5 separate regions of the Mus musculus genome follow, and regions 2, 3, 4 and 5 are each linked to region 1. A link is a contact called in public promoter capture Hi-C and targeted proximity ligation data. All regions are on one chromosome and are shown on one strand. The core of a region is the stretch at or near the end of the contact, and the rest is flanking DNA. Distances in the headings are between cores, read along the strand shown. Region 1 holds the start of Fra10ac1 (FRA10AC1 homolog (human)). Region 2 holds the start of Btaf1 (B-TFIID TATA-box binding protein associated factor 1). Region 3 holds the start of Cpeb3 (cytoplasmic polyadenylation element binding protein 3). Region 4 holds the start of Hectd2 (HECT domain E3 ubiquitin protein ligase 2). Region 5 holds the start of Tnks2 (tankyrase, TRF1-interacting ankyrin-related ADP-ribose polymerase 2).

The links. Promoter capture Hi-C pulls out the DNA fragments that hold promoters and counts their contacts.
Region 2: a contact with region 1 is called in a promoter capture Hi-C map of pre-B cells, with 3 times the contacts expected there. A contact is called at or near these places in 2 of 39 promoter capture datasets (the C10 cell line and pre-B cells) and 1 of 484 Hi-C or Micro-C datasets (CD8 T cells).
Region 3: a targeted proximity ligation map of pancreatic cancer cells shows a contact between it and region 1. A contact is called at or near these places in 1 of 39 promoter capture datasets (pre-B cells), 1 of 130 datasets of targeted methods (pancreatic cancer cells) and 1 of 9 other capture datasets (liver).
Region 4: a contact with region 1 is called in a promoter capture Hi-C map of pre-B cells, with 3 times the contacts expected there.
Region 5: a promoter capture Hi-C map of pre-B cells shows a contact between it and region 1. A contact is called at or near these places in 2 of 39 promoter capture datasets (the C10 cell line and pre-B cells).

What each region holds. Positions count from the first base shown.
Region 1 is chr19:38,222,346-38,228,226 of GRCm38.p6, forward strand. Fra10ac1 (FRA10AC1 homolog (human)) reads right to left here and starts at 1,807. Exons shown (of 14, transcript NM_001081075.2): 1 at 1,617-1,807.
Region 2 is chr19:36,922,135-36,927,673 of GRCm38.p6, forward strand. It overlaps Btaf1 (B-TFIID TATA-box binding protein associated factor 1), which reads left to right and starts at 3,945. Exons shown (of 38, transcript NM_001080706.1): 1 at 3,945-4,267. The coding sequence starts at 4,254.
Region 3 is chr19:37,204,625-37,210,869 of GRCm38.p6, forward strand. Cpeb3 (cytoplasmic polyadenylation element binding protein 3) reads right to left here and starts at 2,847. Exons shown (of 11, transcript NM_001290827.1): 1 at 2,671-2,847. Marchf5 (membrane associated ring-CH-type finger 5) reads left to right here and starts at 2,921. Exons shown (of 6, transcript NM_027314.3): 1 at 2,921-3,280; 2 at 6,047-6,245. The coding sequence starts at 3,246.
Region 4 is chr19:36,551,958-36,557,808 of GRCm38.p6, forward strand. Hectd2 (HECT domain E3 ubiquitin protein ligase 2) reads left to right here and starts at 2,682. Exons shown (of 21, transcript NM_172637.3): 1 at 2,682-2,958. The coding sequence starts at 2,827. Gm41838 (a long non-coding RNA gene) reads right to left here and starts at 2,082. Exons shown (of 2, transcript XR_877830.3): 1 at 1,895-2,082; 2 at 968-1,777.
Region 5 is chr19:36,829,844-36,835,590 of GRCm38.p6, forward strand. It overlaps Tnks2 (tankyrase, TRF1-interacting ankyrin-related ADP-ribose polymerase 2), which reads left to right and starts at 4,389. Exons shown (of 27, transcript NM_001163635.1): 1 at 4,389-4,893. The coding sequence starts at 4,695.

The sequences.
Region 1 (5,881 bases), core at 557-3,056:
TGCTATATACGTTCATAGTCTAGAAAGATACTAGTTTGGGGGCTGTCTGTAGTAGAGGTGTTTGATGGCTGTACCATTGTAGAAGCATACTCTCTGCTGTTTGAACAATGAAGGAGCTGCAGAAATGTATTTAAGTGTCTCTCTTATTAAGCACTGGGTGACTATATTATTACTTTGTCATAGACACAGTGATAAGCACTTTTATAAAGCTTATGATTTTTCAAGTTAAAAATAAGTACTTGCATTTTAGGAATGAAAATGTAGTTAAACTAATCTACTTGATTCTTAAGGCCCCAGTTTCAACAATCTCTTGGGAATATTAGGCACAACTTGCCAGAATTAGTGTTTGTAAACAGTACATTATCAACTGATTAAATTTTTTTTCCTTAATTTTTAAGCATGAGTTTTAGCTGAGGTCTCCTTAAGCTAAGTTTCCTTACCCCTAGGCTTAGTCAGTCTTATTATTTTCCGATGGATAGTCTTGGAATTGCTGAAAAGCTTCAGCTGTCAGTTGTGCCTGAAAAGGCATCTGACTCCAGCATTACACAGAGTTTGGAACACACATGAGCAAGGGTACAGATGATTTTACTACTGTATATCATCAATAGTCAACTCCTGCAGCTGAAAGGAGCCAGTCCAGGTCAAGTGATAATATTTTTCAGCTTTGGTATTTGTGTCAGTAAGTGTACAGAATTCGTAACACACATTAATAGGGGTAAAGGTGGGTTGCAATCTTTATTGCTGAAAGGACCCAGTCCAGGTAAAGAGACATTAACTTTAGCATCTGTGTTGGCAAGTACAGCTAGGATAGCCAGTGTCTGCGTTCTTGACTACCTTCTGTTTGTCATTCTGTTAAATAAGGTAGCTATGTCAAATCATTAAATTCTGTGAGTCTCTGCAACTCCATTTTCAAACTTGGGCGTGTGAGTATATACCTCTCTTCCTTATCCCACCAAATGCTAAAGAGAAGGCAACAGCCAAGCTTTGGAGACATAGGTTTGCAAGCCACAGTTCTTCCTGACCGACAGCTATCATTGCCTTATACACCTAGACGTCACACCTTTTAGCAGATCTCATCAAGGCTGTTCAAATTCTACTACCCTCTAATCCATCCTCACGTGCTTCATATATTGATGGTGGAAAACCGCAGTGTGGAGCCTGGAGCAGTTGCAGAATCTAAGGTCTGGCTGGCACAGACGCGTCTCCTACTTCCCCACTTATGTAAAGGTTAACATAGAGGTTATGTAAAGAAGCCCAAACCTCAAGCTTACATAGTTTGGGGACGGTACCTAGTACAGGAAGACCTGAAACTAGTAGAACCTGGAACTAGTAGATCATCTTGACCCCTCATTCCAGACACCTCTTCTCTGCTCCGACGCCACATTTCTTTTTATCTCGGGCAGCTTCATCCATCCCTTGAGCTATCTTAACCCAGTAGCTTCACTAAAAAGCTCTCACTCAAATCATGCTATCAACTGACTGGAATTAAGAAAATCTCGAGAATAGGGCATCTGCTGCCTCCCGAATCTGTCAAAATAAAAATGAGACTCAACTACTAAGAACCAGTTTCAAAGTCCTCTCTGAGATCAAACACGCCCACGGCCCTCCTTACACACCCCTTCCCTTCCGCTCTTCTCTGTCTGGCAAGTTCGCCCCCAAGAGTCCTGACAGCTGCAGCGACGAGCCACGGCCTCAGCGAGCCGCTGCAGGTCCGCGCCGGTCCTCCAGAGCCACGCAGCGCCGCCGCCCGCGCCACTGTCACCGCACGCTGCACGCCTGGCCCTACGGGTACCGGCTGGGAACCGCTTCCGGCCCGGCTCAGAGGCGTGTCACATCGATAAGACACCGTTCTCCGGCGCGCCGACTCTGTGCTGCAGCCAGAATGGCTCGGGGGTAAACAAAGACGGCGGAAGAAAAGGCCCGGAAGAGGAAGCAGAGGCTCCCTGCTTTGGTCCCTCATTTTTCCTTTGGGCCATCTCCTTTTTCCTCTAGGGAATCCAATATGTAGTACAATGTGGCACTGCCCAGCCCACGTCCTTCATTGGAAAATGTATATTGCTATAGAGAAAAACCCCGCCTGTCACCTGCGGTCCTCTCTCTAGTAACCTTAGTAACGCCTCCACCGAGCATCCTCGCCCAGCCAGCAGCTCAGCCTCAGATCTGCCTTATCACCCCCTCTTTTTCCCCTACGAAAACAGTGCTCATAATTAGAACAGAAATAGCTTCCCCGCGTTCCGCCACCCACACAATAGATACTGTTCCAAAGGCAGTGCTGGCGGCTGAAGAGATCGAGTTGGCAAGGAAAAGAAGAAATGGGGAATGAAAAAGATTTCACAGGGTCGCAGATTCTACGCCAATAAGCAACCTAGCACACGCAGAAAGGGCATCCAATATAAAATTTAAGGAAAAAAAAAAAAAAAAAAAACACCTCAGGCAGCCAGAATTAAATTATTTTAAGCTCCACTGGGTTGTTCCTGCATTGTGTTTGCCCTACACCGTGACGTCCCATTCCTCTTTCCACTGGGTACAGATCTTGCTTCTCTTCAATACCAGCAGTTATTCATCTCGCACTCCGCAGCCAACACTGTGCCTTTGAAATCACAGGAGCTACTAAAACATTTGCTGAACAGAACTGGCATGCTTCTCACTTTTACAGCGGGTCCATGTTAAGGAAGAACTCTGAATCTTAATACACGTTCATTTTAAATCTTTTATCCTAACCAGTAGATAACAATATCCCTGTCAATCAGTTCAAGACTTTTTTTATTCCTGGCAGCAAATCATAGATACACCCTGATTTACATAGAGCAGCGATTGCAATCTTGTTAATTACAAAATTATAAATTTATGCATTTCAAGGTGCATTTGAATTATACTACAATAAAAATGTTTCCTTTAAAAATGTAAATAGGAAACCTCATAATTTAATATTATTAAAGTATTGAGTTAATTTGTCAAGCAGTCAATTTTTATAGATATCTAAAAACCAAATACTTTGTCCTTTTATCACTAATAAGAACTCCTGTAGCCTAAATGAAACTCTTGTATACCAATATTTGACATGCATTAGCATTTTTGTTCCTTTTTAAAAAACATCTTTTATCTATTAACTTCTTTTTAGTTTTCCAACAACCCTGTGCTGCTGTTGTAGGCCCTGCATTTAAATTTTTTAAAGATGTTGCTTCTGTGTCATATGTGTGTGCCTGCTTCTCCATGTCACATTACACATGGAGGACAGAAGACGGTGTGGTAAGCCCTGGAACAAGCGTGACAGAGTGGTGTGGGTACTGGGAGCCGAACCCTGGCCCTGGGAAAGAGCAGCAAGCCTCTCCACAGCTTTGCCAGCTATGGGGGTTTGAAGGAGAATGGGCCCCATAGATTCAGATGCTTGACTGCTTGCTCCTCATTTATTGAAACTCAAAGCCCAGAGGCCCAGTGAATGGATGGATGGATAGACAGACAGACAGACAGATAGATATGACGTGTGTGTGTGTGTGTGTGTGTGTGTGTGTGTGTGTGTATCCAGTTATATATATGTATCCGTACCCCTATCCTATAACTTGTGGATCAGGATGTGTGCTCCCAGCTACTGGTCCAGCATCATGCCTGCCTGCTACCAAGCTTGCTAACCATGATGGCCATGAACTCACCCTCCAAAACTGTAAGCAGGCCTCCAATTAAATGTTGTCTTTTATAAGTTGCTTTGCTCGTGGTGTCTCCTCACAGCAATAGAATCGTAACACACCATCTCTTCAACACATGCTTTGCTTTACGCATAAGAGAGATATGCACAGACCTTGACCCCACAGGTCCATGAGGGTTTGGAGCTCGGCAGCACTTTCCTTTTATACAATTCAGCTCCTACCTCTCAGTTCATGATTCTACGGGGAGTAGCTGCTGCATTGATGTGTGTTTCTATTTTCCATTCATTCAAAGGTTTCCATTTTTTGCTTTGAGGTCAGCAGCTACTGGAGACATTAAATACAAAGTATATGCTATAGATAGATAACATAATCTGAATTTGAATCAACACAGGACAGAAAACTTACCTGATGAAAAACTCTCAAGTAAGCGATTACAATTCAATATTAAAAGACACAAACACCCATTAAGAACATGCTTTGGGTGGATCAGTCATTGGAATTACAAACATGTAAAAATCACTTCTTTATCTCAGAGACAAATCAGTTTAAAAGACAGAGCATATAAAATAGTAAAATCAATGTATTCTATCATATACCATAAGTATATGGCATATGGAAACCTATGGGTTCCAGGCTTTAAGATATGTTATCGATAATTACAAAAAAATGCAATAATATATTGATGCTCAAAGCAACAAAATGCTATGGTGGCATTAGATAAGGGCCAGAGATGGATGGCGATGGCCATAAAATATCAAGCCATGCTTTCAATACATGTTCTGTTATCCTTTAGGTCTGAACACACTTTATTTTCCCAAAATGATCACATGAATATTTTTTCATTAAGGTTGATACAACATTAATATTTCTCCATGGTAACCTGATATCTGCATCTCTGCCCCAGCTGTCAAGGCTCTACAGAAATAATGCTGAGAGGCTTCGAAGCTGCATGTGACAGATGATGCAGCTTCTGCCTGACCCTTTCTGTCTTCTTGATGGTAAATAGTAGTACAGACAGACCCAAGCCATCTTCACTGAGTCCGACCCACACTGCAGATTTATGCAAATTAAATGCTGCTTCAAGCAACAAACTCTTGGGGTGGTTTGGTCTATGCTGTAAATTGAGATCCCAGAAAACCAAAAAACAACTGCCCATGTTAATCATTCTACAAGGTCAATTGACTGATTACAATTTCAATTTATGGTAAGTCAAAATGTTGCAGATCCAATGTCAAACATCTTGGGCTATCTTTAACCCTTTAAATAACCATTTATTACCCGACTGTGTGTGATCTAAGATTCTTGCAAAGATTAGATAAGTCCTTTTGGAAAGGACAAAGATCTACCTTTCCCAACCCTTGGTGAAAAATGTTATCAGATGGCATCTAAGGCCTATAACAGATTCCCCAACTTGGCTATAACCCACCTACCTCATGTTTTCATCTGTATTAGTCAGGGTTCTCTTGAGAAACTATATATGTGTGTGTGTGTGTGTGTGTGTGTGTGTGTGTGTGTGTGTGTGTATGTGTGTATATATATACACACACACACATACATATACATATACACATCCATATACATATATATGGATTCCTGAAAGTTAGTGGAGCAATTAGACTAACTACCTGTAAGAGCCAAGAGTTGCACTGTCTCAAACTAAAGGTGGAAGGCTCCTAAGGACCAACATCTGGGGTGTCCTCTGACTGCTGCATACATGCTGACATGCCCACAGGTTCATACCCACAAAAGTACACATATGTAAATATTGTTAAACAAGACAAAGTACTATCATTCATATTTTACAGACAAGAAAGAAGATTTAGAGAAATTAACTTTCCCAAAGTCATGAGCATGTAAATGGTCCCAAATACATTTGACTCTGAGTTCAGGGTTTCTGTTTAATATTTCTACTGCCTTTCAATAGGCCGATGGCAGTTGTGATATTTGGGCAAATTGGGAGCTATTTTTTTTAAGGAGAAAAGTAACCAAATAACTTGAGAAAGAGTTTAGTAAAATGTGGTAACGGCTTTAGAAGGAATCAGACTTGAGCTATAATTTAAATGTAGATATTAAATGTTAAAGGATGTGGGAAGGGGGATAATAATCAAGACAGTGTACTTTCAGGAAAAGACTTGAGGTAGAAATAGCTATGACTTGTTTAGAGGAACATGAGGGGGTGACTTCACTGAGAGTAGAATTTAAAGGAGTAGTGAAGGTAAGGCCACAGAGAGAACTTG
Region 2 (5,539 bases), core at 2,695-5,194, 1.3 Mb before region 1:
TCCTTGCCCACCAAATGCTCTGATATTATCAAGGGCTGGAAGGCTCTTGATAGATTTTTCAGCTAAAGTCTGACATCTTGTGGCCTTATTCTCAATTACATTAAAATTATGAGCTAGATCCACAGATGTCACAAACATCAAGAAGAAAAGGGAAGGGCACACAGAAAAATCAGGATAACTTCAAAAGAGCCGGGCAGTGGTAGTGCATGACTTTAATTCCAGCACTTGGGAGGAAGAGGAAGGCGGATTTCTGAGTTCAAGGCCAGCCTGGTTTACAGAGTGAGTTCCAGGACAGCCAGGGCTACACAGAGAAACCCTGTCTCAAAAAACCAAATAAATAAAAAAGATAAGTTCAAAAGCATGGTAAACGAAGCAGAGCTGGAGTAGCCTGGTGGCTCATGCCTGTAATTCCAACACTAAAGGCTGAGGCAGGAGAAGCACACACTCAAGGCTAGACTGGGCAGCATAGTGAGGTTCAGGTCAGCCTGAGAAACAGCAAGACTGTATTAAAAACTAGTAAAGAAGTAAACCACAAAATAGCATAAGGTAACCTTTTATAGCTGGAGTGAAGAGTGCTTACTGTACTGCTCTAGCAGAGAAGCAGAACTGGGTTCCTAGCAGCAAAGCCACCTGAACTCCAGTTCTAGGGGCCCATCACTGTCACCCTCTTCTCTCCTTGGTGGAACCTGTACTCACATGTACATACTGCCACACATACACAGGACTAGAAATAAAATCTTTCCAAGGGAGGTCCAACCCCATCAGCCCTGGGCTGTGAATAACAACTCTTCCCTCCTCTGAGAGTACATTTCAAGTGTTCTGGGTTCCACTTGTCTGAGCCTGCTGCTGGGGGGGGGGGGTGGTTTGTGGAATTTTCTCTCGACATTCCTTTTTATTCTGTAGCTCTCCCAGACTATGCTCTTGAGTGTTTGAGTTTCACGTGTGAATACAGTGGCTTTATTACTCTCCTCCATTAATGTCCTCCTACCCTTTCAGTTTCCTTCCTGGCCCTGACTGACCTTCTTCTCTCTTCTCCCAAGTGCATTCTAGCTGCCTCTTAGGAAGAAAGAGGTTGTAGGCTTGGAGAAGGTGGGGCAGAGCCTTTGAGTCCACCTGGAGAACTGTCTCCAGTCCAGCGGTTCCCTCTAACTCACTGCTGTCCCTTCTAATATCTGATGGCAAGGCTGCAGGTACTGGGTCTGGCCAGGCCCATGTTCCTTAGCTCTGGGTAGCCAAATAGAGGGGCGTTCACACCCCTTACTAAGCACAAGCACCTTAGTCTTAACCCCTCCAACCACCATCACAGATCCCAAAGCACAATCTCTGGTAATCTGTCAAGCACTTGAGCCTGGCCAAGGTCCTGGCTTTGTAAGGGGGCAGCTCCCTCGCATTGAGAGGTCTTATAGGCAGGGACCATTGGTTCCAAGAACTTCAAGAGGTGGCTCTGGCTCAGGGACTGAGTGGAGCTGGTATCAAATCAGGGGAGTAAGGCAGAGTGTGTTTCTACAGCCACTATAAACTGGGGATATACATGGATCCTCAAGAAATGTATAGGTCTAGTAGTCAGTGCCATGCTTCTCAAAGTCAGCATGCCATAGAATTATAAATGTATTTCATTATAGAACACTGACCTAGAAGCTGGTGGGATCTGGTATCATAAGTGCTATAATGCACTAGATTTCTTTTCAATTCCATTATGTGTAACTTCAGACAACCATACTGTCAAAAATTGTGAACTAGTGTTATTTTCCCCACTCCACAGTTGAGGAATTAAGATACAGAAATTAAGTAACTCGTTCAAGGCTATGCTGTTAACAAAAGGAGTCATCAGAAATGGAGGTTTAGCTCAGAGTCGCACTGTGCCTAGCATGAGCCAGTCCCTGGACTCATCGGCTTAATGAGTAGGGTTGAGTGCTTATTCGGCAGTCATTTGGTTCAGTGCTGTGTGTTCCCATCTAGTCCCTACCAACTCCATCAGCACCATTATTTTCTTCACTTCCCAGATGTAGAAATGAAACTTAGTGATATTATAAAAGTTCTTTGGACACATAGTTGTTATGTGTTATGAGAAAGGACTTAAAAATGAGCCAGTTCAGCCAGGGTGGTGGTGGTGGTGGTGGCACACCACACTTTTAAATCCAGCACACACGAGGCAGAGGCAGGAGGTCAGGGCCAGGTTGGTCTACAGAGGGAGTGCCAGGACAGGCAGGGCTACACAGAGTAATTCTGTCTTTAAAAAACAAAAACCAAACCAACACAAAATGAAATCAAAGTCAGTAGTTAAGAGCACATGACTGGTCCAGAGTGCCTGAGTTCAATTCTCTCAGGAAGCTCCAACCACCTGTAACTTCAGCTCCAGGAATTTTAGATAGTCTCTGGCCCCCTGGCCTCTGTAGGCAGAAGCTACACACATACACATTTTTTAAAAATCTATTGCCTTTGGGGAAAAAAACCAAGTTGATAACAATAGGCCTTTCCTCTCTTCAAAGCTTTAGACTATATATATATGTATATATATATATATGTGTGTGTGTGTGTGTATACATACATATATATGTGTGTGTGTATATATGTGTATATATATATATATATATATACATATATATAGTTTTATTTATATGAGTACACTGTCCCTCTCCTCAGACACACCAGAAGAGAGCATCAGATCCCATTACAAATGGTTGTGAGCCACCATGTAGTTGCTGGGAATTGAACTCAGGACCTCTGGAAGAACAGCCAGCATTCTTAACTGTTGAGCCATCTCTCCAGCCCTGGACCTATATTTTTTGATACTAGGGAAAACATATAGAAAATGTAAACTAGATCATTTCTCTTGCTCAAAACACTCTTCTATACTTCGTATAGAACCCAAATCCTGGGCTTCTAGCCCCACCGTGGAAAAACATCACACTACTTTATAGCTTTGCCTTGTAATGTAAGGGGTAATGTTAGTCACCTGTGCAATACTTTAGCAAGTACTTAGTTCATCTTTTCCTATACAGATCTATTTTACAGTTCACCAAGTTCTTGTGAACTTTCCTGGGTTCATGACATCCCTCCCCACCTTCCACAACCTTTTACAGTGCTTCTCATCATACAGATGACAAGCAGACTCAAAGCCTGAGACATAACTTCTAAATAGGTAACAAGAAGCTAGTGGGCATGTTTTATAAGGAAGGGCGACAGGACAGGTGCTTTTGATGATTAATCTGTCAGTGGCCTATAAACTGGGCTTGCCGAAACTAGAGAAATACTAGTTTGACTACTGGCATTAAAAACAAATTCTAAGGCTATGGTAGTTTACAGAGGAGTGTTTGGCAGTGGAGGGACGGAAGGAGGAAAAGACGGGAAGAAGGGTGATAGGCCTAGGCAAAATCATTAGCAGTCCCTTCACCATTTATGCAGAACTTAATGGTAAATAATAGTAAACACACACTTGAGCCTCCTCCCACCCTCTTCCTCGCGGAACCACACTGCAAATTCTTGGCCCGGAGATTGCTTTGTAGCCCAGACTGACCCCCAATTTCACAATCTGCTGCCTCAGCCTCCCAGGTGCTAGGATTATAGGCCTGCACCACCCTAGCCAGCCCTCGGCAGTGTTTCCTTCTTGACTTCATCCCGCCCACAGCATCGCGACCTGGGCCGGAGTCTCCTTTCTCCAGTTTGTTCCTGTTTGGAAGCCGCCTAGCTGGGTAGTAGGGTCAGGATGGAGAGAGCACTTAGAGACCGAGGTTTGGAACTTTCGGAACTTTAGCTAGGTGATCTTTATCGCTCTCTGGAAGATCAAGACCTCTTTCCGTTTCTCCCATTAATCTTAAAGACTGGGAGCCGGGCTCCCGATCCACGCTGCCAACCCGCTCCCACTGCCGCGGGGCGCTGCTACATTCCGCTCGCCGGCAGGGAGTGGGGATGGGGGGGGGGGGAAAACGTGCCGGTGACGTCACTTCCGGCGTGCAGACGCTAAGTCCGGCGTGCCGGCGTCTGCGTCAGCAGAGAGCGGGGCTGGGGGCACCCGGTTTGAAGTGGTGCGGGTCAGAGCGGCGCCGCCTCCGCCCGTGTGTGGGACCCTGGTCGCTGCGGAGACGAGCTCCGGTGGCCGGCACATGCCGGAAGGCCCGTGCGGGCCGCTCCACGCCGCGCCGCCTGCCGCCCTGCGCCCGGCGGCCTGGGCCTGCGCCGCTCTGCTCGGGAAACGAACGCCGGAGCGGCGCGGCGTGTAGCTCCCTGAGAGTTCCGAACCGCCGGCGCCGGCCATGGCGGTCTCCAGGTGGGTGTCGCCGCCCGTCAGCTAACGGGGAGCGCGCGCGGGCGGGCGGGCGAGGCTGTCGGTCGGCTCCCGGCGCGACGGTGCGGGGCGTGAGCGCTGCTTCTCGTTCGCTCGCCCAGACTTCCGAGGCTTCCCTCGGCTGGCAGGCGCTTTGGGCTCGGGTTACCCGGAGAAGTCGGCTCACGAAGCGCTTTTTCTCCTGGTTAAATGTGACTCGGCGCGTTCGATCTGGCTTTTTTTTTTTTTTCTTTTTTCCTTTTTTCTTTTTTCTTCACCACGTTGCTCCTCTTTGGTTTCTCTTCCCTCTTTGAATTTCTAGGCGAGTTTCTTTTCTTTTTCTTTCGTAGTATCAAAGTCTGTTCCCAAACCACCATTTCACGGCAAAACTTGGTAGTAACTGTCGATGGAGGCGGGGGTTGAAACACTGTTATCTAAGAGACCATCTGGTTATGCTAAATTTTAAAAAAAATTTACAGCGTAACGGGTATAGTCTTGCTCACTTTTTTCTTGAGGTCTAATTCCTCCTTTTTGTTAAGCAGTAAGTATTCTGTCAATCAGCGTGTGGTCTTAAGCAGATGACTATTTTAGCATCTTTCCCCAAGCGTTATCACAGATCTTAAATTATTGTAAAATTTTGCCCACGTGGAAGAGTCTGGGAAAATTATGGAAAGACGTATAAACATTTAACTTGTGTAGCTTCTGATGATAGAATGAGTTGAAAACTTGGAAATGATTTTGGTGTCCCGCTGACGTTTAAGTCGTCGGGATGGTCTCTCCGTGTTTAGTCATTAAGAGTTACCAAAGTCCTTTAGGGATGATGAGATAATGAGAATTGAGTCCTTTCACCAAATGGACTGAGGGAGATAAATGACGAAAATAAACAGCTTTCACTAATTTTTCGAAATTAGTTGAACACATTCCTTTATGCACACTCTTATAAGGAAGGAGTAACCCAAGTCACACACTCCCTAGGTAACTGATGAAATAGTGTGTGGGAGAATCCCATGGGAGCTGAGTGAAGGGAGTTGCTAGGTACTGGTAGTAGGGACAGCTAATTTTTATTTCATAAGCAGACTTAGTGGGAGAAAGACTCTTATTTCAGCACCTATGAAACTGCTTTAAGAGAATACAAGTGGCATTTATTTCTGCAAGTACAGATAGATTTATCTTATAATTTATCTTCCATGTAAATGCATAAATATATACACCAGAAATATGTTGGTACATGAGCATGAGATTTAAAGTCTCTTTTCTGTCTTCTCTTTCTTCTTT
Region 3 (6,245 bases), core at 1,597-4,096, 1.0 Mb before region 1:
CCTGTAATCCTATCACTTGGCAGATGCAGGAAAATCATGATCTAGATCACACTTTACTTACGTTCCAGGCCGACTGTGCTATGTAAGATCCTCAGGCAAACATACAAAACAACAACAACATCATTTTTTTTTTAAATCTAAGAAGAAATGGGAATTCCCCTTAATATAAACTCCAAAGCTAAATGGACATTGTGTCAGCATATATCCCACATGGTTAACTGCTTAAAAGAGATACGCACACTAGAAGCAGGCTTACATAGCACACGAAGCAAAAAAAAAAAAAGTTAAATATTACACACTCTGCTTAATCTACTCATTTTCCTTCCAAAGGTTGGCAGCCTATTTCTCTTTTCATGAGAAGGAATATTAATTATAGTATCCTAAAATATTTCATGAAACCATGCTTCTAGAGGCTTGTCTTAGTCAGGGTTTCTATTCCTGCACAAACATCATGACCAAGAAGCAAGTTGGGGAGGAAAGGGTTTATTTGGCTTACACTTCCATACTGCTGTTCATCACCAAAGGAAGTCAGGACTGGAACTCAAGCAGGTTAGAAAGAAAGAGCTGATGCAGAGGCCATGGAGGGATATTTTTTACTGGCTTGCTCAGCCTGCTCTCTTATAGAACCAAGACTACCAGCACAGAGATGGTCCTACCCACAAGGGGCCTTTCCCCTTTAATCACTAATTGAGAAAATGCCTGACAGTTATATCTCATGGAGGCATTTCCTCAACTGAAGCTCCTTTGTCTGTGATAACTCCAGCTGTGTCAAATTGACACAAAACTAGCCAGTACAAGGCTCTAGATACAAAGTACTTGTAACCTAAGCATAAAGACCCAAATTCCAGCCCCTAGTACTCACACAAAGGCCAGGTGTACCTGTGGCATCTACAATCCTAGCCCCAGGGAGGACAAGGGTAGGCAGATCTCTGGCCAGCTGGTTTAGGTAACCAACAAGCTCTGGGTTCTTTGAGAAACCCAGTCTGGAGAACAATAAATGAATCTACCCAAAGCTGACCTTAGACTTCTGCCCACATACGTGTACCCCCACAAAAAATAATAAAAGTAGCCTTGTTTGTTGGTACAAGCCTTTAAGCACAGGAGACAGAGGGAGGCAAAGTTCTGAGTTCAAGCTCAGCCTAGTGTACCTAGTGAATTCCAGGGCTGCACGGTGAGAACGTGTCTCAAAATAAATAAACAAACATAAAAATGCATATTTCAGAAATTGGAGGTCGAATAAATTTATGTATTTTATTTATATATCCTGACCATGGACGCACTAGTACAAAAATAGATTTACACAGGTAAGAGCTGATTGTAAAAAAAAAAAAAAAAAAAAAAAAAAAAACAAACTACCTTAAGCAATAATTTTGAAAGCCTTTCGGTTCTGGGTGTGGTGGGCCATGCCTATATAATTCCAGATATGGGGAGCTCTAGATAGGAGGATCTCCAAGTCCAGTCATCCCTGTGTTGCAGATACATAGTCCTTGCCAAGGAAAAACTCAAACAAACAAAAGTAGCTTTGATGGTTACTGTTGTGGGATAGGGTCTCTCTCTGTAACCCGAACTGATTTTGAATTTGTGAAGACCCTCCCAGATCTGCTGGCCATGCCTATGCAGCTTTTTGTTTGTCCTTTTGAGACAGAGTCAAACTAATTAGAGTTAGAGGTTGACCTTGAACTCCTAATCCTTCTGCCTCCTCCTCTCCTGTGCTGGGGTTACGGGATTGGACGCCTACCATATCCTTGATTAATTGATTGATTGATTATTTATTTATTTATTTATTTAGCCTAGGCTACTCTGGAATTCATTATACAGACCAGGTAATCCTTCTGTCTCAGTCTTCCAAGTCTGGAATTATAGGCCTGAGAAACCACTCCAGGCTCAAATTTAAAGAAACATTTTCATTTAAAGAAATAGCAAACGTTTTGTAGAAGTTTAAAAAAAAAAAACAAAAAACCAAAAAACCGTAGGCACAACCAACGGAAAACTAGCAAAACATCCCACCAATCACAGCGCTAAACAATGCCACAGGTCGTCCAAATTACGCATCGGTTTAAGTCAACAACAGCTCGTTTCCCCCCTCCAAAGCTATCCCTTCCGGCGTCAGAGAAGACAGAGGCGTGATTTGTCACTTCTTCCCTTTTTGATCCCTCGGCCGGGATCCACCTGCTTAGAAGTGTCAAGGAGCCTTAGGAATGGTTAACGGTGACCAGCTGCGGAAAGAAACAAACACTCCTGACAACCCACAGCTGAGCAAGCAAGGGCTGTTTATTCAGCAGCGTGTCCCCTTTGGAGGCTGCCCGCAAGCCCTCGAAGGCTGGGCGACAGCACCAGAACCGAGAAGGTTCCTGGACAGGCAAAGTGGTTGCTCGCGTCCCACCCCCCATGCTCTCCTATGTCCCCAACACACACACAGAGGCGCCGGTGCGAACAGTCGGGTTACCCACACGCCCCTCCAGAGCAGCCCCGCACTAAGCCACTTGTCCCTCCCCGAAGATGGGCTCTGACGCGGCCGAGGCTGACCCGAGCGCCCGGCCTCGCGCCGCCGCGGCCCGGCGTACTTGACCCGGCCCAGAAACTGGCCCTCCACGCCGCCACCCCTCACCTGGCTCTGTCCCACCTGAGCGCGAGAGCTGAGGGGACAAGACGCGGAGAAGGGGCGCTGACCTTGTTGCTACTGACAGCGGAGCGCCACATGCTGCCGCTTCCCGGACAGCGGCCCGAAGGACATTTTTTTTTCCCCCTGGAGGAAGGAAACGGGAGGGCGCCGGCCCGGCGGCGGCGGGCACGGCGGCGGGGGTCCCGGCGGGCTGTGCAGCCTCTAGCGGGGACGGTCCGAGGACTACATCTCCCAGGCTGCTCCGAGCCGCCCCTGCGTCGTGACCCCGGCGCGCACGGAGGCGGCGACTCTTACCTCACAGAGGTAGCTCCTCCGCCGGCAGCAGCTCGGCGCCCCGGCGGTCCATGGACCGGAACCCTGGGCGGACCGGCAGGAACCCGGGCCGCGACCGCCGCCTCCCGGCCCCAGGCTCCTCCTCCTCACTCCCCGCCGCCCTCTGCGGTCGCCCGCCGGCCGCGCAGCGCCACCGCGGGCCTCTGGGAGCCACGCCGGGAGGCTGTGTGGCGGGTCCGCGGCCGCCGCGGGACTGAGGCCTACTCCGCCGCCTCTCAGTGCTATTGTCCCGGGGCCTGGCCCTGAGCGGGGCTGCGGGCGAGGGCCGAGCTCGCCGGCTCCGCGGAAGATGCCGGACCAAGCCCTTCAACAGATGCTGGACAGGTAGGAGCAACGTGGGGCCGGGAACTGCCGGCCTTCGTCCTGGGCCTGCCCATGCTGGCCTCGAGGCCCCGAGAGCGGGGATCCTGGCGTCCGCCGAGAGTTCCACGGCCCGGAGGCCGGGAAAAGGGCTCTGAGTTTGGAGGTGGCACTGGGGAGAAGAGCGGGCGAGAGGTCAGGGTCGTAGACTTTGAAACTTAGTTAAAGGAGGGAGGTCTACTTTGGCCGCCAGCCTGTTTGGGTTTTTTTTTTTTGGTTGTTGTTTTGTTTTGTTTTTTGAGGTGAAGAGGCGCTATTGTTAACCCATAGTATTAGTTTCTATTTCTCCCCCTCCTCCCCGGACAATGTAGTAAAGGGGTTGACAGCGACGCCACTGGGAAGTACCCGATTGTCATTCTGGAGACTGGTCCCTTGCACTTTCACAATGCAAGGATAGGCATTCCTTCTTTTAAAGCCTGGGTTTCGTTTCTCTTTCCAACTCCCCCACCACCCTCCCCCAATCCCATCCCTACCCCCAAACCGTAAGGTCAGAATATCCACAAGGGAGCCTTAACGGTCGGTCACACTAGAGTAGAGGTTATGGAAAACAGCCACAAGCATGCAACATTGAACACGTAGCACACTTGACGATCGCTAAGTTCCCAGACACGTTTGGGCTTGTACTGGGACCAGTTGCCCATTCCTGGGGTCTCCAGCCACTAAAACTCTTTGAGAAAGTCTACAGCACTGCCCTCTGCCGTTTAAATTCCAGCCAGTGAGTTTTTGGAAACTAAATTAAATCCACCTTTTCACCAAGGCAGCTGCTTGCTGTTCTGACCAATTGGTCGATCTAATTCATAATGTTTGAGGTTGCTTGCAACTCTAAATAGACTAACTGGCCACCCACTTCAGCAGGTGATGCTCTCAATGCACTTAAGATTCAGCTTTGAAACTTATTAAATGAAGGCCCTCTCTTGATTGAGGTTATAGCCATTAACTACTGGGGCTGGGAGGTGGGCATCAAAGATCCATCAGGGAAGGCAAGAAGTTACACCCTCATATTTTATGACAGGATTTAGCCTAAATCTCTGGTACTTAGCAGCTATTCTGCTACAACTAATGAACTTGTCCGTTTCTCCAGTTGTCTAGAAGTCTGGTCACTTCTCAAGTTTTCCTTTCATTATAATTTATCATACTTGACTAGATGTGTCATACTAAGTATGCCCAGAGAGATTACTGCCTGCCACATCGATTCCAGTTATATGAGACGCAATCCTTGTATTGCGTAGTTAATCATTTGCTCTGATGACATCCCACTTTCACTTTTCCGTGACGACACTTAGAAAAATTCTTCTGTCTAGATGTTGTCTTGGCTTTTCATGTATTCTTCAGAGGTTTTCATAAAAGCCAGTGAGTGCTCATGAAACATTTACAGAAACTTGGGAATTCTGGCTATCCTTTTTAGAATGTACATAACTTAGTCGTTTCCTCTCCCATCACCCTAGCTCACCTCCATCCTCTACCTACCGTTTTCTTCCCAAGTCCTTTCCCATTCCGAGTCCCATCACCCCCTCGTTTCTGTGTGTGTGTGTGCGTGTGTGTGTGTGTGTGTGTGTTCCATTAAATTTAATTAGGATTGTTTGCATAAGCATGGGTCCAGGTTATTTACAAGAGCATGGGCGTGTTATTAGCACAACACTAAATTTACTCCCTCCTCCTCTAGTAGCAGTATCCAAAGTTCAGGGTAGGCCTGGAGTTTTGAGTCCCTCCTCTATCCCTGATGCAATAGTGTGTAGATCTTACACAGATAACCACAGGTACGGTAGGTGTGTAAGCACAAGGCCAGAAGACCAAATGCACAGCGCTCCTCGTCTCACAACTCTTACATTCTTTCTGCCCCCATCCAACTGTTCCTGCCTCTGCCATACTCTGTTTATCCAGTGCCATGCATGCTAGATAAACACTGGTACAACTGAACCACATTCCCATTCCTTACTTTAACACTGATAATGATTCTGGTATATGTAGCCCTACTTGTCTACTTACGCCCTCTACTGGTGTGTCTGAGGTCAGCTACTGTGTACTTATGTATAATACTAAATCTTTGGTCCGAAGCAAGTGGGGCCGACCAGAGCAAGCAGAGATCCTAAAAATTCAATTCCCAACAACCACATGAAGGCTCACAACCATCTGTATAGCTATAGTGTAAGCACATACATTAAATAAATAAATAAATCTTTAAAAAAAAAAGGACCTCTTGAACTTGGAAAGAAATTGTTGTGATGTCCTTTTTCTTCCTATAGCTATCCTTTACCATTAAGAAAACGGAGTCGGCTTTTTAAAAATTGGTTTCCTCAGTTGAAAATTGAATGGTCTGAGAATATGGCTCAGAACATTCTGCCTAGAATGTTTGTAATCCTGGCCTGAAGGGTAGGGGAACTATATATGAAAACACTAGCACTTTGTTTTTCTAAGTTCAAGAGGTCTTAATAAGCAGAAGATACTTGAAACTGTGCCTGTATGCTAGTTTACTAGTCAGGGGAAATTACTAGAAAGATGGAGTCCAAAAAAAAGATAGATAAAAACAAAGTTCAAAAAATAGGTTCTGTAGTGGAAGATAAAAAACAAACCAGAAGAAAAGCTCTACTGGAAATAGATTGGTTGTTTGGCTCTGTAATTTTTACAGGACTTCTTCAATACTGCATGATAGTTCCATCCCATTAGCTAAGAGCTTCATGCAGGAAGGAGACTGGAACCCTAAAGATAAAACTTTTTTTTCTTAATTTACAGAAGTTGCTGGGTGTGCTTTGCCACCGATGAAGATGATAGAACAGCTGAGTGGGTGAGACCATGCAGGTGCAGAGGATCTACTAAGTGGGTTCACCAGGCTTGTCTCCAGCGCTGGGTAGATGAAAAGCAAAGAGGAAACAGCACAGCCAGAGTGGCCTGTCCTCAGTGCAACGCCGAGTACTTAATAGTGTTTCCAAAG
Region 4 (5,851 bases), core at 1,432-3,931, 1.7 Mb before region 1:
CAGCTTCACATCTGAGCTCCATCCTCAGGGACTCAGACAACAGAATGAGAGAACTGCCTCATGCTGCCTTCTGACCTCCACATGTGCAACATGGCACATCAAGCGATAAATTAATGTGATAGAACCTTAAAAGTAAGTCTGAAGCACACATTTAAAATAGACCACATGATCATAATGATTGGTTAGGAACCATTCTTAAATGCTCTTTCAGAACCAATTTTGCTGTTGTTCAGTACACTATTATTACTGTGTGTAATTAAAGGGGTGCTCTGTCAGCTAGACTTTCCATTGCCTTCCAACTCTTATCTTTGCCATTCATTCCTCTTTGGATATAATCTCTCTAAATCCCATTTCATTGCCCCATGCCACCCCGTTCCCCTTTAGGTCTTTTGCCTTCCTAAATCAGATGAAAAACCTGATTGATCAAGTCCAGTTGCATCTGGACTTAGAAAGGTCCCCACACTTGACCATTACATTTGGTGTCACTGAAAAGCGTCTTCAGCACATCTTTATGCATAGCAGCCAGAGCTCTGTCTGACTCCCCTCAACCCCCAGATCCAGTAGGTACACACAAAAAGTTTTTCGTGACAGTTGCCTTACAAGTTCTGCCAGAGTTATCATTCTAGCTTACCAAGAGCACCCCCATCTACCTCCCAGTCCTTACCCGGGGCTTGTATGAAAGAGACTTTAAGTGGTACATTATGAATCATGTATTTAGTAGGAAGTGGAAACAAATTCATCATGATGCTTATCTTTCCTATATAGAGCTCCCAGCAGAATAAACCAATGGGCTTGTTTCCATTGCCTTATCTCGTCTGGAGCAGTAGAAATGAACACTTCTGACTTGCCAGTTTTTTTGCCAATATCTAAATATTTTTGTTCTATTGAATGTGACTAGATGTACAGACACACTTTTATTTTGTCTCACACATGAAAAGTGAAAGCATAAGGCATGCGATCCAACTCGTTTCTGATCCAAGTATTTTAATAGCAAATTACTAAATTTGGTTGTAGACAATAGGAGAGATAACCCACCATCATTTCAGAATTTATTCTACCAGTCTAGACACAGTAGCATGGTACATCTTGAATCGTATTTAAAATGAAAGGTTGGTTTTACAATGTTTGTTACCAGTTTTCAGCATGCTGGCCTGCTAAAAGAAAACAGATGTCTATGAGATAGTCCGGAGATTTAAGAAGAGAGGTCTAAAAACAAAAATTCAAGAAAAAGGAGACAGAAAAGGGTGTTGCAAAGTAGTGCCTGTGTCATTTGGCTCTAAAGATTATGAAATACCTGGCTACTTTATTCTACTTATTGTACACCTTTTGTTATTAATAGAGAAACGATGGTGACAGCAATTATATTAAAACTACAAATACTTCCTAGAAATAGAAGCAAACTTTATAATTTCCAAAGTAATACAGTAGGCACTATCCGATTCACTTTATTGCTTGCTACAAATTCTGGGCTTGAAAAACAACCTCATGCCAGGAAGAACTGTAACTATTTATTTAGTTCTGCGGACTCTGAATTATATAAAATGACAGTCACCAAATCCCCTCTGAATTTGTTTCAGAGATATTCTTGCTTCTTGTATTTGGAGCTGAGTATTCTTGGATTAGAAAATTCACTTCACCATGAATAAAATAACGAAGTCTCAACTAAAAATCCCAAGACCTCAATGTCGAGAAATTCTCTATTTTTAGTAAGTGGTACAGTGAATACTTCCTCTCTCCCTTCTCCTCCATCAGCAGGTGTCTCTGCCATTCCAGCAGACTGATAAAAGGAAAAGGAGGGGGCGAGGAGAAAGGAAATTGTCTAAGTCGTCGTCGGGTGGTGGAGGTGGGGATATTTTAACATGACGATTTAAAGTAATTTTTTAAACGTTCTTACCCAGAATTTATTACGAGGTTTATTATGGATTACTCAGCAGTTTGGATCTGTCCATCTGTAACTTATAAACGGAAGGGGACAAGGGATTAGAGGGAACGAAGGACGGCGGGGGGCGGGGAGAGCAAAATGTAGGCGCGTGGGCACGGAAGGGAGAGGCGGACTTGGCAGTCATGAGGGACCGCGGCTCAGAAATGGAAAGTGTGGCCTGGCCGTCCTGCCCTGGAGTGTGTGTGGGAGGGGAGCACGGTGTCGCATTGTCCTCTCCCGACCCTAAGCGCTTCTCCCGTAGGATGAGGCCAGGAGAGGACACGGGGAAAGAGTTAGTCATAAGGATGCTCAGGTGAGCGGTCTCCCAGTCTCCCCGGCGCTGGAGGCACTGGAGGAAAGATCAGGGGGCAGACATGACCCCGAGTCCGCTTCCTGAGCGCGAGTTTAAAGGTCAAAGGCCACCAGCTGGGTCAAAGGTCCCCGGCTCACCTGCCACTCCAGGTGAAGGGAAAGCCAGGGTTAGAATCCGTGTCACAGCCTTTACAAGGCCTGTCGCCCTCCCACCACAGCCCGCGACCAACATGGCGACCAGGCGCCCCCCAGCTCCCGCCCCGCGCCGTCTCCTCAGCGGTCCCCGCGCGTGACGCGGGGCCGCGGTCTGAGCCCCGGCCGGCGGACCCGCGGGAGCGGAGCGCGGCCGAGGGCGCGAGCCGGGCGCACGCAGGGGGTGGGCGGCGGAGCCTGGCGGCCAGCCCGGGGGCGCGCGCACACGCGCGGGCGCGCGACGGGCCGCGGGCGCGCGCGGGGGCGGGGGCGGCGCGGCGGCGGCGGTTGGAAGGAGCCCTCTCGCGGCCGCGGCAGCAGCAGCAGCGCCCGCCCCGGCTGCAGTCCGGCCGCCGCTGCCGCCGCCGCCACCGCCTCGCGCCTCAGCCGCCCGGCCAGACATGAGTGAGGCGGCTCGGGATCTCTCGCCCGGAGCGCCGCCGGCGGTAGCCGCGGCCGCCCCGGAGGAGAGGAAGGGGAAAGAACCGGAGCGCGAGAAGCTGCCGCCCATCGTGACGGCCGGCGCAGCCGCGGTAGGTGCGGCGGGGGCCGGGGGGCGCCCTGGGCGGTGGGTTGAAGGCGGCCTGGAGAGGGGACAACAGGGAAGTTGCGCCTCGAGGGCAACGGCCATCACTTGGGAACCGCGCCTTCCACGCTCGGGGAGTGGGGTCCGCTGCCTGATGCTGGGTGTTTGCTTGTTTTCGGGGGGTCTGGCTCCCGACTTTCTGCTGAGGGTCGGCATCCTCTGTTGGATGAGCATGGGTGCCAGTTGGGCGTCAGGGAGGTTTTCCCTGAGTGGGAGAACCTGCCTGTGGGCGCCAAGGCAGCGCTTCCCTTCGCTTTTGCGGTCCTTTCTCCCCTCGGGTTGAACAGTCTCAGAGAGGAGTTTCCTCCTAATTCTGACCTTTCCGTTGCTATCCGGGTAGTGGGAGGCAGTTGCCTCCCTGGATGCTTTTATTTTTTTCATACGGTACTGACGTGTGATTTGAAGGAGCGAGGCTTTTTCTTCTTTTAAAACTCGGCTATCCAAGCTTAATAAGCGTGGTAATTTCCCAGCTGGATTTTGCAAGGGTTAATTTGGAAGGCGCTCTCAGCCTTCAAACTCCATACTGCCAAATGATGTCATGGGACATCATCCCCTCTCTCCCTTCCCCCTGTTTGTACTTAGTGGTTGGGAGTCTGGTTGCTTTATGATTAACTTCTGGTTTTGACATTTTTATTTGACATAGTATTTAAATACTTTGGGCAAGTTTGCTTTCAAGTATTTAAAGATTATGACTTGTCAACGCATCTGTACGTGACAAAATAGTAAAAGTTTGGGGAATATTATACATTTAAAAAAATTTCTACTTGCAATTAGTTTCTAGAAGCCGCCCTCCTAAATGACTAGGAACTTACTAAAATAGCTCACTCTTCTTTATAAAGTATTAGTATCAGAATAATGTTATGATTTGGTAGGTTTTTCAAAAATGTCTGAAGCCTGTAATAACTGGAAATTGTTAAAGACAACTCTTTTATCATAAGTCAGCACAGCAGATTTGGACAGCAATGACACACATTTTAAAAGGATAACTACAACTGATTGGTAAATTGCAGCTGTAGTTAGGAATTACCTTGGGAGATGCTTTGAAGCAATTTGTCATTCATATTGTAGTCTGTTGGTGCACAGGGTTTTCACAGCTTTTTATGTAGGACTTCTTAATGCCAATGTAGTTTGTTTGTTTCAAGTCTGGGTATGTGTCTAGTGTGTGTATACGTGTGAGTATGGGTATATGTGTATGGAGGTCACATATACATGTGACCTGGTGTTGGTTGTCACCCCATGCTTTGGCAGTTTTTTCCTAAGGTGGTTATTAAGAGGGAAAATGTAACATCTGCTTTTAGAAGCAATGTTATGAGTTTAGTGTCTAACAGCAAGTACCTTTCCCCAAATTATTTATATATAGTGAAGAATATATTATATATAGCAAATAATGTCTATTATTTATCAATATTATTTACATATAATTTCAGTGGAACTGAAAGAAAGGTTTGGAACTTAACAGAAGCTGATACAGTGTGGCTGGAAGTCTAACATTTGTTATCTGAAGCACATAGGTCTTAGTAATTTCAAGTTTTTCAGATTTTAAGAAAGTAATCCTTTTAAGTATTACCACATGTAATAACTACAGTGAAGTCCTGGCCAATTTCCTGGCATCAGTAGTATCTAAAACTGTAGCCAATGTATTGTTTGTTCTGTTCAGTGGAATAAGGTTAAAAACTCTTACTTGCCTTATGGCATTTCAAGGCACATCCACATTTGTGCTACCAAGTGAATTGCAAAGACACTCTTTTTCAGGATGTAGACTAGTCAAAGAGCCTATAGTTTAAGAATTTTTAAAAAATCTTTGAACATGGAGGATAAAAACAGTTTGGAATAGAAAACTTGGGATTCTGAGGCAGTTTCTGGTGGTGCCTTAAAATTTCTTTTGACCTTGATACTGCTGTTGGATTTTTCAATGGAAATTTTAAGAGGAAAATGCAAGTATGTATTGCATATTTTTCAAGAGGATTTTCAGAGCTGAAATTTTGAGGCATCATGATAAAAAGCCTAAGGAAAAAAAATGCTGACATCTGAAGATGAGGAAAGCCAGGGCATCTGGGATGACCGGATTCTCCAGTAGAGTGGGGAAGACTTGATGGAATGTGGTGGAAAGAGAAAGACAGTTTATTGCCTCCTAGTTTATTTCTGAACTCTGTAGGGCTTAAGCAGAACTCAAGGTTTGTTTAGTATCCTAATTGACATCAGGAACTTTGGGGACCCTTTTAGTGATTCTTCCTTTTTGCCCAAATTAATAGCTCCACCCTTCCAACTTGAGTTTATATTTCAATTCAAGTGGCCCTGTAATCATGTGGGGTTTTTTCCCTCAGAAAATTAGTGTGTCATGGTTATGACGGTGTAGAAACAAGTAAGAGTGACAGCTCACGAAAATAAAGAAGAGGTCAGATTATGCTGATCCTAATAAGGCCAAAAAATATAAGCTATATTCTGAATGTTTAAAGAGGGGTGCCATGATGGGAGAGAGAATGGTAGAAACTGTAAATTCTGATACTACCTCTATGCCAAATTCCATTCAGAAGATTCCTGACACAGGTCTCAAACGAGACTGACTGTAGAGTTACTTTGGTAGGATGTTGGTCCTGACTCACATCCCACCCTAAGATACCAGTTTTCAATCTGATGCACAGTAAAAATCAACTGGGAAGCACTATGACGGCCTAAATGCAAGCTTTTTTGTTTGTTTGGTTTTTGGTTTTTCGGGACAGGGTTTCTCTGTATAGCCCTGGCTTCCTGGAACTCACTCTGTAGACCAGGCTGGCCTCGAACTCAGAAATCCACCTGCCTCTGCCTCCCAAGTGCTGGGATTAAAGGCGTGCGCCACCATG
Region 5 (5,747 bases), core at 3,139-5,638, 1.4 Mb before region 1:
GAGTATTTGTATCATAAATAGACTGATGTATTCAACTTTACTGCCCCCCATCTTCACCAAATTATATAGCACATAATTTAATAGTATTGTTACATAATCTGCTGATCTCCAGAAACTTTTCATCTTATAAAACGGAAACTCTATGCACTAGCTGGTTTTGTGTACCAACTTAACACAAGCTAGAATGAGAGAGGAAGGAGCTTTAGTTGAGGAAATGCCTCCATAAGATCCAGCTGTAAGGCATTTTCTCAACTAGTGACCAATGGGGAAGAGCCCAGCCCATTGTGGGCTGCCATCCCTGGGCTGGTGGTCCTGGGTTCTATTAAGAAAGCAGGCTGAGCAAGCCAGTAAGCATCACCCGTTATGGCCTCTACAACAGCTCCTGCCTCAGGGATTCTGCCCTGTTTGAGTTCTTGTCCTGACCTTCTTTTGTGGTGAAGAACATTGTGGACGTATAAGCTGAATAAACCCTTTCCTCCCCAACTTGCTTTTTGGGTCATGGCATTTCGTTGAAGCAATAGAAACCCTAAGTAAGTACTCTATGATCATTAAATAGTCCCATTCCATCCCTTCCCCAATGCCTAACAATTATTCTGTCAATTTGTCCACTTTATAATCTTATGGTATGAATCAGGTTCTATAATAGGACTCTCTGAACCCATCAGCAGTTAAATAATGACACATGGACTTACTAATTTTTTCTTTTTTTTTTAAAGATTTATTTATTTATTATATGTAAGTACACTGTAGTTGTCTTCAGACACTCCAAAAGAGGGCATCAGATCTTGTTACAGATGGTTGTGAGACACCATGTGGTTGCTGGGATTTGAACTCTGGACCTTCAGAAGAGCAGTCGGGTGCTCTTACCCACTGAGCCATCTCACCAGCCCAATTTTTTTTTTTTTAAAGTATAGAATAGAGTTTATTCAGGGCATGGGAGGGGAGTTGAGAAGGTAGTAGACACAGAGAAAGGGGGGATGTGAGGAGAGAGAGAGAGAGAAAGAGGAAGAAGAAGAGGAAGAGGAAGAAGAGGGAGGAGGAGGAAGAGGAAGAAGAAGAAGAAGAAGAAGAGGAAGAAGAAGAAGAAGAAGAAGAAGCAGCCAATCATGAGCACGTGGAAAGAGAGGGGAGAGGGGAATAGGGCGTGGGGTGGGGAAGGGGTGAGAGGACAGAGTGGGAGCAAGAAGGCAAGAGTAAGAGATGACTTATTAATAATTATAAAAAGCCTAGGTCTTTAGCTTGGGCTATCTCCCAGCTAGCTTATCTAGCTTAATTTTACTAAAGAAACAAGATGTGCATGTAGTGGAAAGATCGAGTGAGGTACAGTGAGGAGGTAGCCATCTATAAGCCAAGGAAAAGGGTTTTGAGGAAACCAAAACACCAACCAACATCTTGATCTAACTTTTTTTTTTCGTTTTTCTTTTTTCTTTTTTCCAATTTTCTATTAGGTATTTTCTTCATTTACATTTCAAATGCTATCCAAAAAGTCCCCCCATACACACCCCACCCCCCGCCCCCTGCTCTCCTACCCTCCCACTCTCACTTCTTGGCCCTGGGGCATATAAAGTTTGCAAGACCAAGGGGCCTCTCTTCCCAATGATGGCCAACTAGGCCATCTTCTGCTACATAGCAGCTAGAGACACGAGCTACTGGTTAGTTCATATTGTTCTTTTTTTTTTTTTTTTGGTTTTTCGAGACAGGGTTTCTCTGTGTAGCACTGGCTGTCCTAGAACTCACTTTGTGGACCAGGCTGGCCTCGAGCTCAGAAATCCACCTGCCTCTGCCTCCCGAGTGCTGGGATTAAAGGCGTGCACCCCACCACGCCCCACTTTTTTTTTTTTAAAGGAATTTAAAACATCTATTTTGTGGTGTTTTGCTAAGGCAGCTCTCTGCAGGAATACAAGTGAACCCGTTTTGTCTTTGTAAGCTGGCTTCTCTTACTTAACATTATGCCCTCAGTAATCACCTATGTTGGGGCACAAGATAAGATTCCTTCTTTCCTGAAGCCTGAATGTTCTTCCTTGATATGCATTCATCACATTTCATAGTCATCCATTCATGGAACAATTGGATTGTTTATAACTCTTTGCTTTTGTGAGGATTGTATTATGAACACGATTGCAGAACGATTTGAGATCCTGGTTTCAAACTATTTGACTATATCTACCCAGAAGTAGAGAAGATGGTAGCTTTATGTTGAAATTTTTAATTAATTAATTTTTAATTAATTTTATGTTGGGTGTTTTGTCTGCACCATGTTTGTGCCTGCTGAGGGCCACAGATACCAGGATTGGTGCTATATGATTGTGCACCACCTTGTAGCTGCTGGGAATTGAACTCAGGTCCTAAGTAAAACAGTGCCCTGAACCACTAGACCATCTCTCCAGTCCCAATGTTTAGTTTTGTAAGGAACTACCAAGTGTTTCCTGTAATAATACACATTTTATGATCACATTAAGAGTGCCAAAACGATTCTAATTTGTCCATCTCACCAACATTTGTTGTTTGCTGTTTGTTTGCTTTTAGAACAGCCATCCTAATATGGTTTCTTTGTTAACTTCATTTCTCTAGTAATCAAGTGTTTTAAAAACAAGTTAGGCTGGGCTGTGGTGTTGTACGCCTTTAATCCCAGCACTTGGGAGGCAGAGGCAGACAGATTTCTGAGTTCAAGGCCAGCCTGGTCTACAGAGTGAGTTCCAGGACAGCCAGGGCTACACAGAGAAACCCTGTCTCGAAAAAGAAAAAAAGAAAAAAACAAAAACAGTTAGGGTTGAGGAGATAGATCAGTGAGTAAGTGATGCTGTATGATGTTGTTTAGATACACATATTGGGAGGAAATACATAAGCAGAAATCACTAAATAAAAAATTATAAAAATTGGGAATATATTTGGCAAGTCGATGAAATGAAGAAAAATGAGACAATCATAGTAGTAAGGTTCTAATCCTTAGGTATATTCATGAATAGTTATTTAGTAATAGGGATCAATTTAAATTTACACTAAGTAGTCTAAGAACATAATGGAATAAACATATAAGAAGGTACATTTACTAAAATGCTCAAGAAGTGTCCCTGCTTTTCTCCCACAGAAGTGAGTCAACGCTCCCTAACAAAAACTGGATTTCCTGAAAAACAGGTTAAGTAATTCACAGGGGAAATGCTTGTCAGCGTGCCAAAAGTCAGCACTTTCTTGCAAGCAAAATCTCTGTATTCCTTTCTTTCGGGTTCCTGAAACAAGATGTCACTACTACCTTAAACACAGCTAACATTCTTTCCAGGCTCCGCCCAACAGTTACCTGGCAACAGCCAGGTAGGCCTGGCTGTTTGTCCCCCTTCTCTCTCAGACTCTTCTCCTAACCCCTTTCTCCCTCTCTCCCATCCCCCCTCCCCCGTCTCTCTCCACGTGTTCCTGGCCGGCCTCTCTTCTTTTTCTCTCTTCCTCTGTCCTTCTCTGCCTCTACTCTCTTCTCTACTCCCCTTCCCATGCCCTAAATAAACTCGATTCTACACTACACCCGTATGGCTGGTACCTCAGGGGTAAGAAAGGGATGTTTCAGCATGGGCCTGCCCAGGAATCCTTCCCACCTTACCAGACCTGGCTCTACAAAACACATCCTTGTTGTTGTTGTTTTTTTTTTTTTAATAAAACACAATAAACACGAAAATGAATTGTGCACTTGTATTCTTTGATCAGAGAGAGAGAGAGAGAAACTTCGGAAAACTTTGATGTGTATGCTTTGTATCAGCACCTCGACCACATCCGGTGCAATGCTGATTTATGTATAGATCCTCGTCAGCGCTGAGCTAATAATTTACTATGGGAAGCGGAGCTAATCACAGCCACCCCACCCCCCAATTGTTGCTTTAGAATTGAGATGAACTTTCTTCGCTTTCTTGATTTATCTGGGGGCCGCTCATCCAAACTTCTCAGTAAGCGTAACGGATTCATTTCTGAGAAAACGCTTATAAGAAAAACAAAAGCAGATGCGGAGAGTTAAGGGAAGAGACACTGTAAAGAAGGCAGGAGGGGGAAGGGGTGAGAAATCTCCCAGGGGGAAGGTACGGAAGCAACACTGCAGAGATTTTCACGCTAAAACTTGCACAAGAAAATGCATAATCAGAACAAAACTTCCCAAGATTCGTCTTCGGTGTCTGAGCAATGAAACTCGTCTCGAGAAGTGTAGGCTTTAATAAAAGAAAAGGCAGCAAGACCTCTCGTTTTTAGCAGAGGCTCTGTAAAGATGGCGGTGGGCCGAAGCCCCTTCTCTTTCCGCAGCCAAAGGCTCTCCCTGCACATTTCCCACAAACCCCTCCGCGCGGCCCCGCTTGCCCAAACTGGCCCGGCCGGAGAGCAGCCACTGCGCACGCGCGAGCCGACGTCACGCGCGCTCCCAGGACCCGACCGAGCTGGCAGGAGTGGTCTCGGCCGCTTCCGCCGTCGCGTCGCTTCGGGGCTCGGCGAGCGGGTTCGCGCTGCCTCCACCGCGGTGGGGCAGCCGGGGCTCACGGAGCCGAGCCGGGGGCGCGCGGCGACGCGGCCATGGGACCGTGCCGACTCTGGTGACAGCGGGGAGCGGAGCGGCCCGGGCCCTGAGCGCGTCTCCTGCGGGGGGCCTCGCCCTCCTGCTCGCGGGGCCCGGGCTCCTGCTGCCTTTGCTGGCGCTGCTGCTGGCGGCGGCGGCGGCGGCCCGGATCATGTCTGGCCGCCGCTGCGCCGGCGGGGGCGCGGCCTGCGCGAGCGCCGGGGCCGAGGCCGTGGAGCCGTCCGCCCGCGAGCTGTTCGAGGCTTGCCGCAACGGGGACGTGGAGCGAGTCAAGAGGCTGGTGACGCCCGAGAAGGTGAACAGCCGCGACACGGCGGGCAGGAAGTCCACCCCGCTCCACTTCGCCGCAGGTAAACGCGGGCCCCGCGGCGCCTCCCGCACGCCCCACCTGCAGGCTCGGGCTTGCAGGCCGCAAGCCGCGCGGCGCTGCCCTGTCTCCGACCTTTCCCCAGGACTCTCACCCTGGCCGCCCGCCCTCCTCTCTCGGGGCTCGTGATGAGGGTGGGGTGAGCGTGCTCTCGGGAAGTTGTTTTTGAGGTTATGGGGTTTTTTGTTTGTTTGTTTGTTTGTTTGTGTGCTGGGAGGGGGGAAGCTTTGTTTTGTTTTACTGTATCAACAATACCTGCCCCGACTTCCGGTCTTATTACCCCGGAGGGCCTCTGCACACAAGAAAGGCTTAGTAGACCTTGTGATTTGAAAGAGTAATTATCTCCAAAAAATGGACCCATGTTTGCAAGTTTCATCGACACTCTTAGTAACCCCTTAAGTTCTAGCGGCCGTCATAAACTGAAATTTTAATTTAGGAGTTATTTTATTAGCTATTGGCTCATTAGAGTTAATTGGATTAGGTTTCTGGAGAGACTAAAACCGGAAATGGGCATGTTTGGGAGACCTGAGATCTACTTAGGTTGTGTGTGGGTGGCCTCTGCCTTACTCCCGCACAAGTCGGGATGGAAAGTGAGCTGAGAGACAAGATAGGACACGCACTTGAGCTTGGATCTAGGATTTTGAGTCATCCTGAGATTTATTGTAGATAGTTTGGAGTTACTTTTAACTACTGGGTTCTCTTTGTGGTACCAGCGTGTTGAAGTTTGCTTGTTGAGGTATTTATTTGAAAAGGCCAGGGATGGGAACCAACTTAATGATTATTCATGTTAAGGACAGTTTGTAACTTTTTAACCTCATAATCAAATAAGATCCTCTT